Linked DNA regions of Pan troglodytes: all the other regions are linked to region 1. A link is a contact called in public Hi-C and capture Hi-C data. All regions are on one chromosome and are shown on one strand. The core of a region is the stretch at or near the end of the contact, and the rest is flanking DNA. Distances in the headings are between cores, read along the strand shown.

Region 1 (4,653 bases), core at 1,150-3,649:
CAGCTGGAGCAGAAGGTAGCCTCTGCCTTTCTCTGGGAATCTGTATCCCACCCCACTCACCCAAGCTCCGCCACAGCCTCTAAGGAAATGTACCCATTCTAGGAACAGGGTTTGGCTTTCGAGGGGCTTGTTAGCAGTGTAAGGGCATGGAGAGCCATGAGTTCTAAGCAAGGGATTGGCGTGGGGTTGTGGGGCGTGGCCTGGGTTAGGGCAGTGGCAGGGGACAGAGGAATGGGTGGATTTAAGGCTGGGCAGTGTAGGTGTGTTCAGGGAGGCTGTGACAGGAGCCTGGGATGAGCCCTTAGGAGCTCCTGAGGGGCCAGTACGGGTGCCCACACAGGCACAAGGGAGGGGGAGCGAGCGCCCTGCATATACGGAAGGTGGGGTGTGCACTGGCCGGGTTCTGTCCTGAGGGGCTCCCTCTGCCCAGCTGCCTGTGCTCACCCTGTCTGTCCTCTCTGTCAGATCAACAACTACCTGACGGTGCCAGCCCACAAGCTGGACTCACCCACCATGTCTCGGGCCCGCATCGGCTCAGGTAAGGGCCTGGGGAGGGGCCTCAGGACTGGGCACTCTGAGCCGCCACCTCCTGAGGATGGGGCTCCACAGGAACAGTCCTCAGCCACTGGGAGGACAGGCCTGGCCCTCGCTGACCTCAGGATCCCCTCCCAAGCCATGAGCTGCTTCTACGTCAGGGGCCATCCCTAGGGAGAGAGACGTTCTGGGTGAGGACTGTGTGGGGAGCTGGGAGAGCCACGGTGCCTGGCAGGAAGGCAGGGTATCTGCCCCATCGAGACCCCCAACACGTGTGGGGAACGTGAGGGCAGGGCCCCAGGGCAAACTGACTCAGGGAGGAGCCCCAGGCCTTGGCCTGTGGAGGGACACCTCTGGGAGCCCCTGTCAAAGGAGAGGGCCACAGTCTGAGGAAGAGAAGCTGTGGGGTGGAAGGTCGCAGAGGCCTGCTTCTGAGGCCTGTTGGGACCGGGACGGCTGTGCTCATGAGAAGGCCTGAAGGAGGCACTGACGCAGCCGAGTGGCACGTGCTGGGCCGGGCTCCAGAGCGGAACCCAGCTTGTGCCTTGCTCTTGGTCCCCAGACCCACTGGCCTATGAGCCGAAGGAGGACCTGCCTGTCATCACCATCGACCCGGCTTCCCCGCAGTCACCCGAGTCTGTGGACCTGGTGAATGAGGAGCTGAAGGGCAAAGTCTTAGGGTTGAGCCGGGATCCTGCAAAGGTGGCTGAGGAGGACGAGGACGACGATGGGGGCATCATGATGCGGAGCAAGGAGACTTCGTCCCCAGGAACCGACGATGTCTTCACCCCCGCGCCCAGTGACAGCCCCAGCTCCCAGAGGATACAGCGCTGCCTCAGTGACCCAGGCCCACACCCTGAGCCTGGGGAGGGAGAACCGTTCTTCCCCAAGGGGCAGTAACGCCAGGGCCAGCAGGCAGCGCCTGTCCCCTCACAGACTCTCCCACCAGAGCAGGGGCTGCTGGGGGCTCCCCTTGCCCTTCCTGACCCGGATTGGCCCTGCCCCTCCCCCTACCGCATGGCAGCTGGGCCCACAGCCCCCACCCCAGCACAGCTCCTCCCCCGCCGCCTCCCAGGAAGCATCCTCCCCACCAGAGCTGCCTCCCCAATCCATTTGGCAGAACTGCTGGGGCTGGTGAGGCCGGCCCTGCCCCTCCCTAGATCCAGGCTTCTCCCGGACCTGGACTAGGGCCTCCGAGGCTCCTCCCTCTGCCTCATCCTCCTCCTCATTCAGACCAATCTTAGTTTCTAACCAAAGAGTCTCTGGCTCAGCTGTGGTCCCACCCAGGAAGGGAGGGAGCTGAGGCCTCCCTCGAGTAGGCCCTGCTTTATCAGGGGACAAACCAGGGGTACTAGGCACATGGCTCGGGGAGGGACTGCTGACCCACCAAGGTCTCACACTCCTGCCAGCTCTGTCACCCTGGCCACCACCCAACCTGTCCTTACTCAGAGCTGCGGGCTGAGGGCATCTCTGAGCGTCTCTGCCTGGAGCAGGGGTGGTTTCTACGGTGACAGTGACGTGACTCAGAGCTTTTCGAACTGTGCTCCCATGGGGACCACTGGGCCCCTCAGGGGATGCTGCTAGGGGAAGGACTGGCCGTGGCTCCAGAATGTGCTGCCTTTTTAAGTTTTGTTTGTTCACACTCCTATATATGATTGTTTGCACAGAGGGCACTCCTGTTTTTAAAACATTTTGAAAACCCCTGGCTGAACAGTGCTCTGCCTCTAACTCCCTCCTCACACTCCAGAATTACCCTTCCTCATCTGTGCCTGTCTGTCCAACCCCTCCCCCACGTCTCTCTGCCTGCTGGGCTCTTAACTGTTGCTCGAAGACTGTGACATCAGAAGTAACTCCCACTCCTAATCAAGAGTCTCTCCAGCCTCACAGATGCTGGCCTCTTGGCACCTGCCTAGCTCTTGGGCCTGACCTCCAGTCCTGCTGGCCTGCTCTTACTTCCCCCACCCTGGGTTTGGCCCCTGGAACCTTTCCCTTGTGTGTACCACACCCTGCCTGCTGTGGAGCCCATTGTGGAGGCGGTGGGGGGGAGAAGGCCTCCCCTGAGGATCCCCTGTCCCCTGGGGCTGGTGGGTTGGGCAGAATCCTGGGCCCCCAGAGACCTTTGCCCACACACACTCCTTCCCCTTGTCCCTGGGGCACTCCCTCAGGATTGTGCAATAGTCAGAGTGTCCCTTTTTGCAGGGGACTGGGCCATGGGTCCTCGGCCCATCTGTCCATCCTCCTCTCCATGCAAGTGCTGTTTGGGCAGGAGTCACCATGCAAGGGTGAAATCGACAACCACGTACCAAGCCACCGCAGCTGCTGCCACTCTGCCGCCTGTACAGAAGAAACTGAATCTTTTTCATATTCTAATAAATCAATGTGAGTTTTTAATAGAGTCAAGGGCTGCTTCCTGGGGACGAGGGTCTTTAGGAGGGAGGGTGGCCTGAGGGCATGAAGTACTTAGTTCAAAGGCTGGCACAGAAACACTTCATGGCTGTCAGCTGCTGGGGTGGTTGTTCCCACATGCCAGGCACTGAGATACCACAACGAGCTAAGCAGGACGTGCCCTGCCCCGTGGGGGAGAGCGGCACTAACCAGTGCCCAGTGTTTGTGCAAGAGGTGAATAAGAGGCAGAGGGGAGGGAGGGGACGGCGAGGAGGACCCTCCTGAGTCCCGAGTGAGTGAGATCCCAGGAGGGGACTGAAGAAGGAGCCAAGGCTTCCGGGTGGAAAAGGACCCAGAAAGTTCCCAAACATTGTAACTGGGAGCTGTGCCCACGAACACTGGGACCTGAGAAAAGGCCGGGTGGCTGGGTCAGAGTGACAGGGGAGGCAAGGATGGGGCCGCGTGCTCCATGGTTAAGATTTTGCTCTTAACCGTGGGAAGACCAAAAGGGCAGTGGGAAGTCACTGAAGCCCTCAAGTTCTCACCTGTAAAGTGGGGACAGTGACCCCTGCATGAGATAAGCTCAGGTGTGTACAAACTGAGCCTCCCTAATCAGAAAACCCAACACAACACCATGAATGGAGAATGCACACCTGACCTCATGAGACAGTCAAAACTTTGCTGCATGTGCAATATTTAAAATATATAAAATTGGGCCGGGCACGGTGGCTCATGCCTGTAATCCCAGCACTTTGGGAGGCCAAGCTGGGCGGATCACCTGAGGTCAGGAGTTCAAGACCAGCCTGACCAACATGGCAAAACCCCATCTCTTCTAAAAATACAAAAATTAGCTGGGCATGGTGATGTATGCATGTAATCCCAGCTACTCGGGAGGTTGAGGCAGGAGAATCACTTGAACCCAGGAGGTGAAGGTTGCAGTGAGCTGAGATCGAACCACTGCACTCCAGCCTGGGCGACAGAGCAAGACTGTCTCAAAAAAAAATAAAATATGTAACATTAATTTCAGGCTATGGGTAGAAACTGTATATGAAACATAAATGAATTTCGTGTTTAGACTTGGATTCTATCCCCAAGATATCTCATTATGTATGTGTAAATATTCCAAAATCTGAAACACTTCTGCTTTCAAGCATTTGGGGTAAGGATTGCTCAATCCCTAATGGGCTCGGTTCAGCAGAGGTTGGAGCCCTGAGGTGCATTTCCTGGATCCAACCACCAGAGGGCAGTGGGGCCTTGGCGCGCACCCCTGGCACCCTTCGAACCTGGGCTGTCCAGGAAAGCATCTCCTTTGCCCAGTCTGGGACCTGAGTATGGAGCTGGTTTAACTCACAAAATCTGAAGCGGTTAGTGCCAAGAGGATTACAGAGTTATTATTAAAGGATTAGTCCTGTATCCATCGGTTCCCTAGCAGGAAATGGATGTTACAGCCATCCCTCCATATTTTCCGGGTATTGGTTCCAGGACCCACATGGAAACCAAAATCCTTTCATGCTCAAGTTCCTGATGTAAAATGGTGTAGTGCTGTTGGCCCTTCATGGATTCTGCATCCATGGATTCAACCAACTGCAAATTGAGAATATTTGGGGAAAAAATTCAAATAATAAAGTGTAACAACTATTTACATAGTATTTACATTGTAATCTAGAGATGATTTAACGTATATGGGAGAATGGCTGGGCACAATGGTTCATGCCTGTAATACCAGCACTTTGG
Region 2 (4,653 bases), core at 927-3,426, 180 kb before region 1:
TCGGCTCACTGCAACCTCCCTGCCTGATTCTCCTGCCTCAGCCTGCCGAGTGCCTGCGATTGCAGGCGCGTGCCGCCACGCCTGACTGGTTTTCGTATTTTTTTGGTGGAGATGGGGTTTCGCTGTATTGGCCGGGCTGGTCTCCAGCTCCTAACCGCGAGTGATATGCCAGCCTCGGCCTCCCGAGGTGCTGGGATTGCAGACGGAGTCTCGTTCACTCAGTGCTCAATGGTGCCCAGGCTGGAGTGCAGTGGCGTGATCTCGGCTCGCTACAACCTCCACCTCCCAGCCGCCTGCCTTGGCCTCCCAAAGTGCCGAGATTGCAGCCTCTGCCCGGCCGCCACCCCATCTGGGAAGTGAGGAGCGTCTCTGCCTGGCCGCCCATCGTCTGGGATGTGAGGAGCCCCTCTGCCTGGCTGCCCAGTCTGGAAAGTGAGGAGCGTCTCTGCCCGGCCGCCATCCCATCTAGGAAGTGAGGAGCGCCTCTTCCCGGCCGCCATCACATCTAGGAAGTGAGGAGCGTCTCTGCCCGGCCGCCCATCGTCTGAGATGTGGGGAGCGCCTCTGCCCCGCCGCCCCGTCTGGGATGTGATGAGTGCCTCTGCCCGGCCATGACCCCGTCTGGGAGGTGAAGAGCATCTCTGCCCAGCTGCCCCGTCTGAGAAGTGAGGAGACCCTCTGCCTGGCAACCACCCCATCTGAGAACTGAGGAGCCCCTCTGCCTGGCAGCCGCCCCGTCTGAGAAGTGAGGAGCCTCTCCGCCCGGCAACCACCCCATCTGGGAAGTGAGGAGCGTCTCCGCCCGGCAGCCACCCCGTCTGGGAGGGAGGTGGGGGGGGTCAGCCCCCCGCCCGGCCAGCCGCCCCGTCCGGGAGGTGAGGGGCGCCTCTGCCCGGCCGCCCCTACTGGGAAGTGAGGAGCCCCTCTGACCGGCCAGCCACCCTGTCCAGGAGGGAGGTGGGGGGGTCAGCCCCCCGTCCGGCCAGCCGCCCCGTCCGGGAGGGAGGTGGGGGGGTCAGCCCCCGCCCGGCCAGCCGCCCCGTCCGGGAGGTGAGGGGCGCCTCTGCCCGGCCACCCCTACTGGGAAGTGAGGAGCCCCTCTGCCTGGCCACCACCCCGTCTGGGAGGTGTACCCAACAGCTCATTGAGAACGGGCCATGATGACGATGGCGGTTTTGTGGAATAGAAAGGGGGGAAAGGTGGGGAAAAGATTGAGAAATCGGATGGTTGCCCTGTCTGTGTAGAAAGTAGACATGGGAGACTTTTCATTTTGTTCTGTACTAAGAAAAATTCTTCTGCCTTGGGATCCTGTTGATCTGTGACCTTACCCCCAACCCTGTGCTCTCTGAAACACGTGCTGTGTCCACTCAGGGTTAAATGGATTAAGGGCGGTGCAAGATGTGCTTTGTTAAACAGATGCTTGAAGGCAGCATGCTCGTTAAGAGTCATCACCACTCCCTAATCTCAAGTACCCAGGGACACAAACACTGCAGAGGGCCGCAGGGTCCTCTGCCTAGGAAAACCAGAGACCTTTGTTCACTTGTTAATCTGCTGACCTTCCCTCCACTATTGTCATATGACCCTGCCAAATCCCCCTCTGCGAGAAACACCCAATAATGATCAATAAAAAAAAAAATAAATAAATAAAAATAAATAAATAAATAAAAATAACTACAGGTGGCAATTAGAGTTACAGAGGATGTAATTGTTAAAACAAGCATAACGTCTGTCTACTTTAGACAGGATGGTCAGAGAAGGTGCTTCTGAAGAGGTAACTGAAGCTGATCTCCTTAGGATAAGAAAGAGTCCGACATGGGAAGAGCTGGGGACAGAGAATCTCAAGTAGAGGAAAGAGTAACGTGAATGCCCAGAGGCAGTAGAGACCCTGGACACCTGAGGTGGTGAGAAAAAGCTTGTGGGCCTAGAGGTAGTACAAAGGAGGACAAAGAGGGAGGAAGGTGAGGGCGGAGTAAGCAAATGTTCCCAGTGGAGTCTGTACACAGACAACTGCCCTGGGCAGACAAAGGAGGTTGGACCTCTGCTGGAGGGAAAGAGCTAGGTCTGTAGAAGGAAACACTATAGGATGATGGGATGGGGGAGCGACAGGCTCCACTAGATGCCCCAGACTCTTACCGGATAAGCCCATCCTCAGCAGCACTCCAGAATGTGTTGGGCCACATGGGCGCTGTGGCGATGCGCTTCACCCGGTTTGTGTGGTCTCCAAACATGTGGATGGTCTCCTTTACTGTCAGGTCGTGCACATGCACCTTAGAGTCGGCTGCCCCCGTGATCAAGATGCGGTCCCCAGCGTGAGGCAGGAACTATATAGGAGAAATGGAGGAAGGGGTGGGTGGTAAGAGTAGAAATGGCCACGGAAGGAGGCTAGCCTGGATGTCTGCACCCTTTTCTCTCTCCATGTCAGATAAGAGAATGAGCCCATGCAGGCTGGGCGCGGTGGCTCATGCCTGTAATCCCAGCTGCTCAGCAGGCTGAGGCAGGAAAATCCCTTAAACCCAGGAGGCAGAGGCTGCAGGAAGCCAGAGGCTGCAGTGAGCCGAGATTGTGCCACTGCACTCCAGCCTGGGCAACAGAGCGAGACTGTCTCAAAAACAACAACAAAAAACAAAACAAACCCTTGAGGTTCAGCAGTAATATACAGCAAGATTGTGTTCAAGCCCAAGTCTGTCTGACTCCCACATGCCCTACTTGCCTCATTATGACTACTTAGTAACCTAGAGATTAAGTAATAAATTAGTCCTGAAGTGAAAAAGACTTTGAGTGTTTAAGGGAATGGGTGTGTGTGGTTTTTTTTGTTTTTTTTTTTTTTGAGACAGCGTCTCGCTCTGTCACCCAGGCTGGAGTGCAGTGGTGCAATCTCGGCTCACTGCAACTTCCACCTCCCGGGTTCAAGTGATTCTCCTGTGTCAGCCTCCTGAGTAGCTGGGATTACAGGTGTGCACCACCATGCCCAGCTAATTTTTGTATTTTTAGTAGAGACAGGGTTTCACCATGTTGGCCAGGCTGGTCTCGAACTCCTGACCTCAGGTGATCCACCTGCCTTGGCCTCCCAAAGTGCTGGGATTGTAGGCATGAGCCAGAATGCCCTGTTGGGAGTGAGTGTTTTAAATTAGTTTGACTGCTTCTGAAAAACAATCTGGTAATAGTAACAAAGATTAAAAACAATTTCTATTTTTTGACTCAAAACTTCCACTTCCAAGAAATAATCCAGACCAGGCGTGGTGGCTCATGCCTATAATCCCAGCACTTTGGGAGGCTGAGGCGGGCAGATCACAAGGTCAGGAGATCCAGACCATCCTGGCTAACATGGTGAAACCCCGTCTCTACTAAAAATATAAAAAAATTAGCCGGGCGTGTGCCTGTAGTCCCAGCTACTCGGGAGGCTGAGGCAGGAGGATGGTGTGAACCCAGGAGGCGGAGCTTGCAGTGAGCTGAGATCGCGCCACTGCACTCCAGCCTGGGCAACAGAGCGAGACTCCATCTCAAAAAAAAAAAAAAAAAAAAAAAAAAGGAAATAATCCAAAAAGAAAAAAGGGACCTGGTCAGAAATGCTTGGATGCCTCTTATAATAGCAAATATTGGAAACAGCTCAAATGTTGGACAATAGGGAAGGGCTGAGCATCAAGAGGATACATCTCTACGCAGTATTTATTAAAAAAAAAAAAAAAAAAAACCGGCCAGGTGCCGTGGCTCACACCTGTAATCCCAACACTTTGGGAGGCCGAGGTAGGCAGATTACCTGAGGTCAGGAGTTTGAGACCACCCTGGCCAACATGGTGAAACCCCGTCTTTACTACAAAAAAAATTAGCCGGATGTGGTGGTATGCACCTGTAATCCCAGCTGCTCGGAAGGTTGAAGCAGGAGAATCACTTGAAGCCGGGAGGTGGAGGTTGCAGTGAGCCGAGATGGCATCACTGCACTCCAGCATGGGTGACAGAGCAAACAAGACTCCATCTCAAAAAAAAAAAAAAAAAAAAAACCACCATCCTGATAAAGGCAAGAACAAAATACTCCAGATGACATCTGATAAGAAAAAAACAGCTGCAACCATAGCTTCAAATAATGAAAAAAGAAAGTATGCAGTTCTGGGCTGGGCGCTGTGGCTCGCACCTGTAATCCCAGCACTTTGGGAGGCGGAGGCAGGTGGATCACCTGAGGTCGGGAATTCAAGACCAGCCTTACCAACATGGAGAAACCCTGTCTCTACTAAAAATACAAAAAATTAGCCGGGTGTGGTGGCGTATGCCTGTAGTCCCAGCTACTCGGGAGGCTGAGGCAGGAGAATCGCTTGAACCCGGGAGGCGGAGGTTGCGGTGAGCCGAGATCTTGCCACTGTACTCCAGCCTGGGCAACAAGAGCGAGACTCTGTCTCAAAAAAAAAAAAAAAAAAGAAAAGAAACAAGAAAGAAAGTATGTAGTTCTATCACATAACTTTGAGGATAAAAAATATTTGGGAGTGGTGTTGAATTCTCGTGTGAGTTCAAAAAATTGAAATATCTTTTTTTTAAAATTGAAAAGTTCCTCCCTACCCACAACAAGGCTGAGTGGTAGTGTTGGGGGAGGGGCAATGTCCTACACTGAAACAGCTGATGTCCCACACTTGACTTTAAATGTTCACAAAGAACAACAATTCA
Region 3 (4,653 bases), core at 714-3,213, 140 kb after region 1:
AAAATTAGGCTGAAGCACATGAATTTGCCATTACTTTTAGATCAAAACAGGTCAAATAACAGCAAATTCATATGGTTCAACCAAATATTATGCTTAGATGTAGTAGTTCTAGTTATTTTTGAATCATATATAAAGGATGTCATTCCATATGTAGTCTTCTGAGATTTGCCTTTTTTCAACCCAATATTATATTACCATGATCCAACCACGTTGCTATTTTTCATTCATTTTCTACTGCTCTATAATTAATTCCTTCACATGAATATCCCACATTTCTCTATCTCCTGTCAGTAGCATTTCCGTGTTTTCGGTTTGGGGCTACCACAAACAATGTTTCTAGTAACATTCTTGTATACATTCTCTCCTGGTGCATTGCACAAGAGCTTACTGTGGCTGTACCATAGGAATGGACTTGCTAGGTTTTAGAGTACACAGATGTTCAACTGCACAAGATGTGACTGTGAAGTGAGGATGTGACTCATTCTCTGAGCTCCAAATAAGAATACAATGTGCACTTTCCTCAGGAGGGAATGTGGACAAGATGTGGTGGGAGGCGCTGGGATGGAGGGTCTCTGGTGGAAATTGAACACCTCTGCCTATGCATCCCAGTGATATCTTCCTGTTGCATCCATGATCTCTTTTAATCCTCCCAGTTAAAGAGAGGTACTACTATCTCCAGAGATTAGGTTTAGAGAAGGAAAGTGCCTTGCCAAAAGTCAGTTTGTGCCAACTGCCTGAGCAAACAATGTCCCCTCTCTAAGCTTCAGTTTCCTCTTACTGTAAAATGGATATGATAACACCTGACCCACTTCACAGATTAACGGCTTCGGCATGCATGGCTCCTGGAGATGCTCCCTAAAAGTCACTTGTTTGTTTGTTTGTTTTGTTTATTTGAGACAGAGTCTCGCTCTGTCGCCCAGGCTGGAGTGCAATGGCGCGATCTCGGCTCACTGCAACCTCTGCCTGCTGGGTTCAAGCCATTCTCCTGCCTCAGCCTCCCGAGTAGCTGGGATTACAGGCACTTGCTACCACGCCAGCCTAATTTTTTGTATTTTTAGTAGAGACTGGGTTTCACTATGTTGGCCAGGCTGGTCTCAAACTCCCACCTCGTGATCCTCCCGCCTCGGCCTCCCAAAGTGCTGGGATTACAGGCATGAGCCACTGCGCCCGGCCAAGTCACTTGTTTATTAATGCTATTGTTAAGTTATTGAGTTGTTATTAATATTAAGGGGAACAGTAACCCAGAATAGTCTGAGCCTTGCCTTATTGACATTCAATGGTGTTGCCTCTTGCAGAGACCTTTTTTGGATGTAGTGACCATGGCCCATTTTGGCCACCACTTCTGATCCTGGATGTATCTTTCAGAGCTGCATATCCGGTCCCCCTCCTCTACCCTACTCGGGGCCTCAGAGCTGAGGTTCCTGTCTTTACCTGCAGATTTCTCTGAACAAAAGAAAAGGTAAACTGATCAGCGGCCCAGGCTCCCAGTTCTGCCTCAGGGCAAAGGGAGAAATTGGGGCCCAGGGCCTCATTCAGTGGAAAATATTTGTTGAACACCTAGTATGTGCCAGGACCTGTGCTGAGCACCAGGAACACAGGGGAACAAGACCAAACCCTGCAAGGTAGGAGGCTAAAAGAGGAGACAGAAGACAAGAAAACGACAGTGTGCTGAGTACAGGAACTGTTCTAACCAACAGAAAAACAGACAGGATCAGGGAAAGCTTCCCAGAAGAGAGCTTCCCTTTGAGTTGGAGCTTTACGGCCGGGCAGAAGTTCCACAGGTGCTCAGAGACTGACAGGACCACCAGCCTGTTGAACAGAAGAGGAGACTGAGCCCCAGCGCCTCTCGACCCCTCCCCGCCACACCTCACCTACCCGGACTAGGCCGAACGGGCCGAGCACTCGAGCGGGGACGCGCAGCTCTCCAGAGCCCCGGGGCGGGGCCTCGGTCCAGGTGCGCGGTAGCGCTTCGCGGAGGCAGGAAGTGTGTCCCTAGCGGCGGCCCGTGCAGCGCTCCCGCGAGACGCTCACCTGCGCCCCAGGTGAGCGGCGAGGGGGCGGGGGAGGGGCTGAGCCGGAGGCGGCTCACCTGGCGGGACAGGTAAGCCCCGCGTGGGCCCAGGGGGGCGCAAGCCAGGGCGGCGCCGGTGTCGGGAGCCCCCCGAAGCTGAGCCCGGACAGGAGAGGGTCCCGGGCCCGGTTCCTCGGGGGCCACCCTCCTACTTCCGGGGTGCGCGGGCCGGGCTGGGGAGCGGCCTGAGCGGGCGCCCGGGCTGGGCGCGCAGAATGGGGTGAGGGGCCGCGTTCGCCCTCAGGGCTGCACTGGCTGGGTGCGGGGGCCGCACTCACCGGGGGGCAGGGTCGGGATGGGACAAACGCTGGTGCTCACCCCGAGGAACAGCATCGGGACGGGAGGGAGGCTGGGTCCGCCCGCGGGGTAGGGCCCTTGCAGCTGGAGAGGGTAGTGCTCGCCCCGAGGGCACAGTTGGTGTAGGGGCTGTGGTAGCCCGGGGGACAGTGCCAGGATCTGGTTCTTCCTTGTCCCCAGGACTAGGTGCCCGCGGATATGGGACTCTCGGGCTGCACCTTTGGGGCAGGAGGCCGAGGGTGCACTGAGCCGACGGCTGTTTCTCGAGCAGGACTGGGGTGGTCCTCCCCGACCGGGTGTCCGAGGCTTGGCACTGGGCTGGGGGCAGAGGCTGGTGCGGCCGGGCCTGTCCTGGGGACCCTAGGAGGAGGGGACGATACATAGACCCTTGAGTGTGTGTGTGTGTTCGCGGGACTAAGGGGGAAGAGGAAAGCATCAACGAGAAATCCAGGGAGGGCGGGCCGGGACCCTCTGACCCCCGGGAACATCCTTGCGGTGCCTTAGATCGCCTAGTGACCTAGCCCCTCCCATGGGCAAGGCCATTGCGGGAAGCCCCCTGCACTCAATATTTCATTTAAATCTCACGGGATTGGCGGGGCATGAAGATACTAGTCTCTCCTTATTTAAAGATGAGGAAAGTGAGGTTAAGAATCTTGCCTCAAGCCACAATAGGGACAGGGAGCCTCCCCTCACTAAACCAAGTGACCAGGTTCCTAGGATTGGGCGGGGTGGTGGCGGGGCGGTGGCAGCAGCAGGGTCGGGGAGATACAGCCTGGAAGAAACTGCCTGAGTTTGACTTCAGGAGGGTTCAATGGCTGGAGGGAAGTGGGGGAACTGAGGCAGGCATTGTCCTTATCCCAGGTCTTCTCTTCTCATCCCACCACCGCTGGAGATGTGTGGCACACACAAAGTACGCAGGCTCCAGAGCCTGGCGGGCCACAGTGCAAATCTTACTCCAGCCCTCTCTTGCTAGGTGTCTCTGGGCCAGTCACTTCACCTTTCTGAGCTTCAGATTCCTGATCTGTGAAATGGACATATACTACTTATTTTCAGAGCAATTGTGAGAGTCAAATAAGGTGAAAGTCCTCTGGCCCATTCACTGCTGTTTTCTCAGCATTTATCACAACGCTGGGCACCTCGTTGGATTAATTTAATCAATAATAGAGAGTCCTAAAGCTTTGGAGGTTGGGGAGAAGACAATAGCCAGTCCATCCTCAGGAGCCCCACGTACTTCCGAGCTCAGCATGGTTAACTGTAGATCTGTCCACTCTCCTGAAGGCTTGAGCCTGGAAGACAGGGCTCCCAACATGGGCTCTCTCTGGGCACACGCTGGTCCATGGAGCTGGCAGCTTTGACTGCCTCTTTTCTCCCAAGTAATAGATGGGATGGGGTAGTGGATAAGAGTCTGGGGCCAGGCCAATTGTGTACAGATAGATGTATGGCTTTGGACAACTTATTTAACCTGTCTGTGCTTTAGTATAATAATACAGGTAATAATATTACAAAGAGGGTTGTGAAAATTAATTGGTTATTATGTCTGAAGTACTTAGAACAGTGTAAGCCATCAATAATCAACTCTCACTGGATTGTAAACTCCTGAGGTTGAGGGATTTTGTCTGTTTTATCACTTTATCCATAGAATTTAGAACAGCTAGGCCAGGCGCGGTGGCTCACGCCTGTAATCCCAGTACTTTGAGAGGCCGAGGCGGGTGGATCACGAGATCAGGAGATCAGACCATCCTGACTAACATGGTGAAACCCCATCTCTACTAAAAATACAAAAAATTAGCCAGGCGTGGCACGCGCCTGTAGTCCCAGCCACTCAGGAGGCTGAGGCAGGAGAATCGCTTGCACCCGGGAGGCAGAGGTTGCAGTGAGCCAAGACCACGCCACTGCACTCCACTCCAGCCTGGGCAACAGAGTGAGACTCCATCTCAAGAAAAAAAAAAAATGAATTTAGAACAGCTGGCTGGGCGCGGTGGCTTATGCCTGTAATGTCAGCACTTTGGGAGGCTGAGGCAGGTGGATCACTTGAGGTCAGGAGTTCGAGACCAGCCTGGCCAACATGGTGAAACCCCATCTCTATTAAAAATACAAAAAAATTAGCTGGGTGTGGTGGCACGCACCTGTAATTCCAGCTACTCAGGAGGCTGAGGCATGAGAATTGCCTCCACCTGGGAGGCAGAGGTTGCAGTGAGCCAAGATCGTGCCATGCACTCCAGCGTTGGTGACAGAGTAAGACTGTCTCAAATAATAATAATAATAATAATAATAATAATAATAAA

What was found. Hi-C and Micro-C count contacts between places; a contact is called where the count stands out from the background. Capture Hi-C pulls out chosen DNA fragments and counts their contacts.
Region 2: a capture Hi-C map of stem cell-derived neural stem cells shows a contact between it and region 1, with 8 times the contacts expected there. The contact joins two enhancer-like sites. A contact is called at or near these places in 5 of 7 Hi-C or Micro-C datasets (blood, induced pluripotent stem cells, a lymphoblastoid cell line and 1 more) and 1 of 1 other capture datasets (stem cell-derived neural stem cells).
Region 3: a contact with region 1 is called in a Hi-C map of stem cell-derived neural progenitor cells, with 2.9 times the contacts expected there. The contact joins the promoter of KDF1 here to the enhancer-like site in region 1. A contact is called at or near these places in 2 of 7 Hi-C or Micro-C datasets (induced pluripotent stem cells and stem cell-derived neural progenitor cells).

What each region holds. Positions count from the first base shown.
Region 1 is chr1:203,880,997-203,885,649 of NHGRI_mPanTro3-v2.0_pri, forward strand. SLC9A1 (solute carrier family 9 member A1) reads left to right here. Exons shown (of 15, transcript XR_010147541.1): 12 at 1-15; 13 at 466-538; 14 at 1,097-2,526; 15 at 2,734-2,925. Among named protein-coding and RNA genes, the nearest start is that of SLC9A1, 70 kb to the left of the region's middle. Within about 2 kb of position 2,400, at least 5 of the 24 cell types and tissues checked have an H3K27ac peak or open chromatin away from gene starts, as enhancers often do. A contact at or near this core is called in stem cell-derived neural progenitor cells and stem cell-derived neural stem cells, where this site is marked.
Region 2 is chr1:203,701,750-203,706,402 of NHGRI_mPanTro3-v2.0_pri, forward strand. It overlaps WDTC1 (WD and tetratricopeptide repeats 1), which reads right to left. Exons shown (of 16, transcript XM_024357242.3): 6 at 2,134-2,321. Among named protein-coding and RNA genes, the nearest start is that of TMEM222, 34 kb to the left of the region's middle. Within about 2 kb of position 2,177, at least 1 of the 24 cell types and tissues checked has an H3K27ac peak or open chromatin away from gene starts, as enhancers often do. A contact at or near this core is called in stem cell-derived neural stem cells, where this site is marked.
Region 3 is chr1:204,019,934-204,024,586 of NHGRI_mPanTro3-v2.0_pri, forward strand. It overlaps KDF1 (keratinocyte differentiation factor 1), which reads left to right and starts at 1,964. Exons shown (of 4, transcript XM_016957041.3): 1 at 1,964-2,042.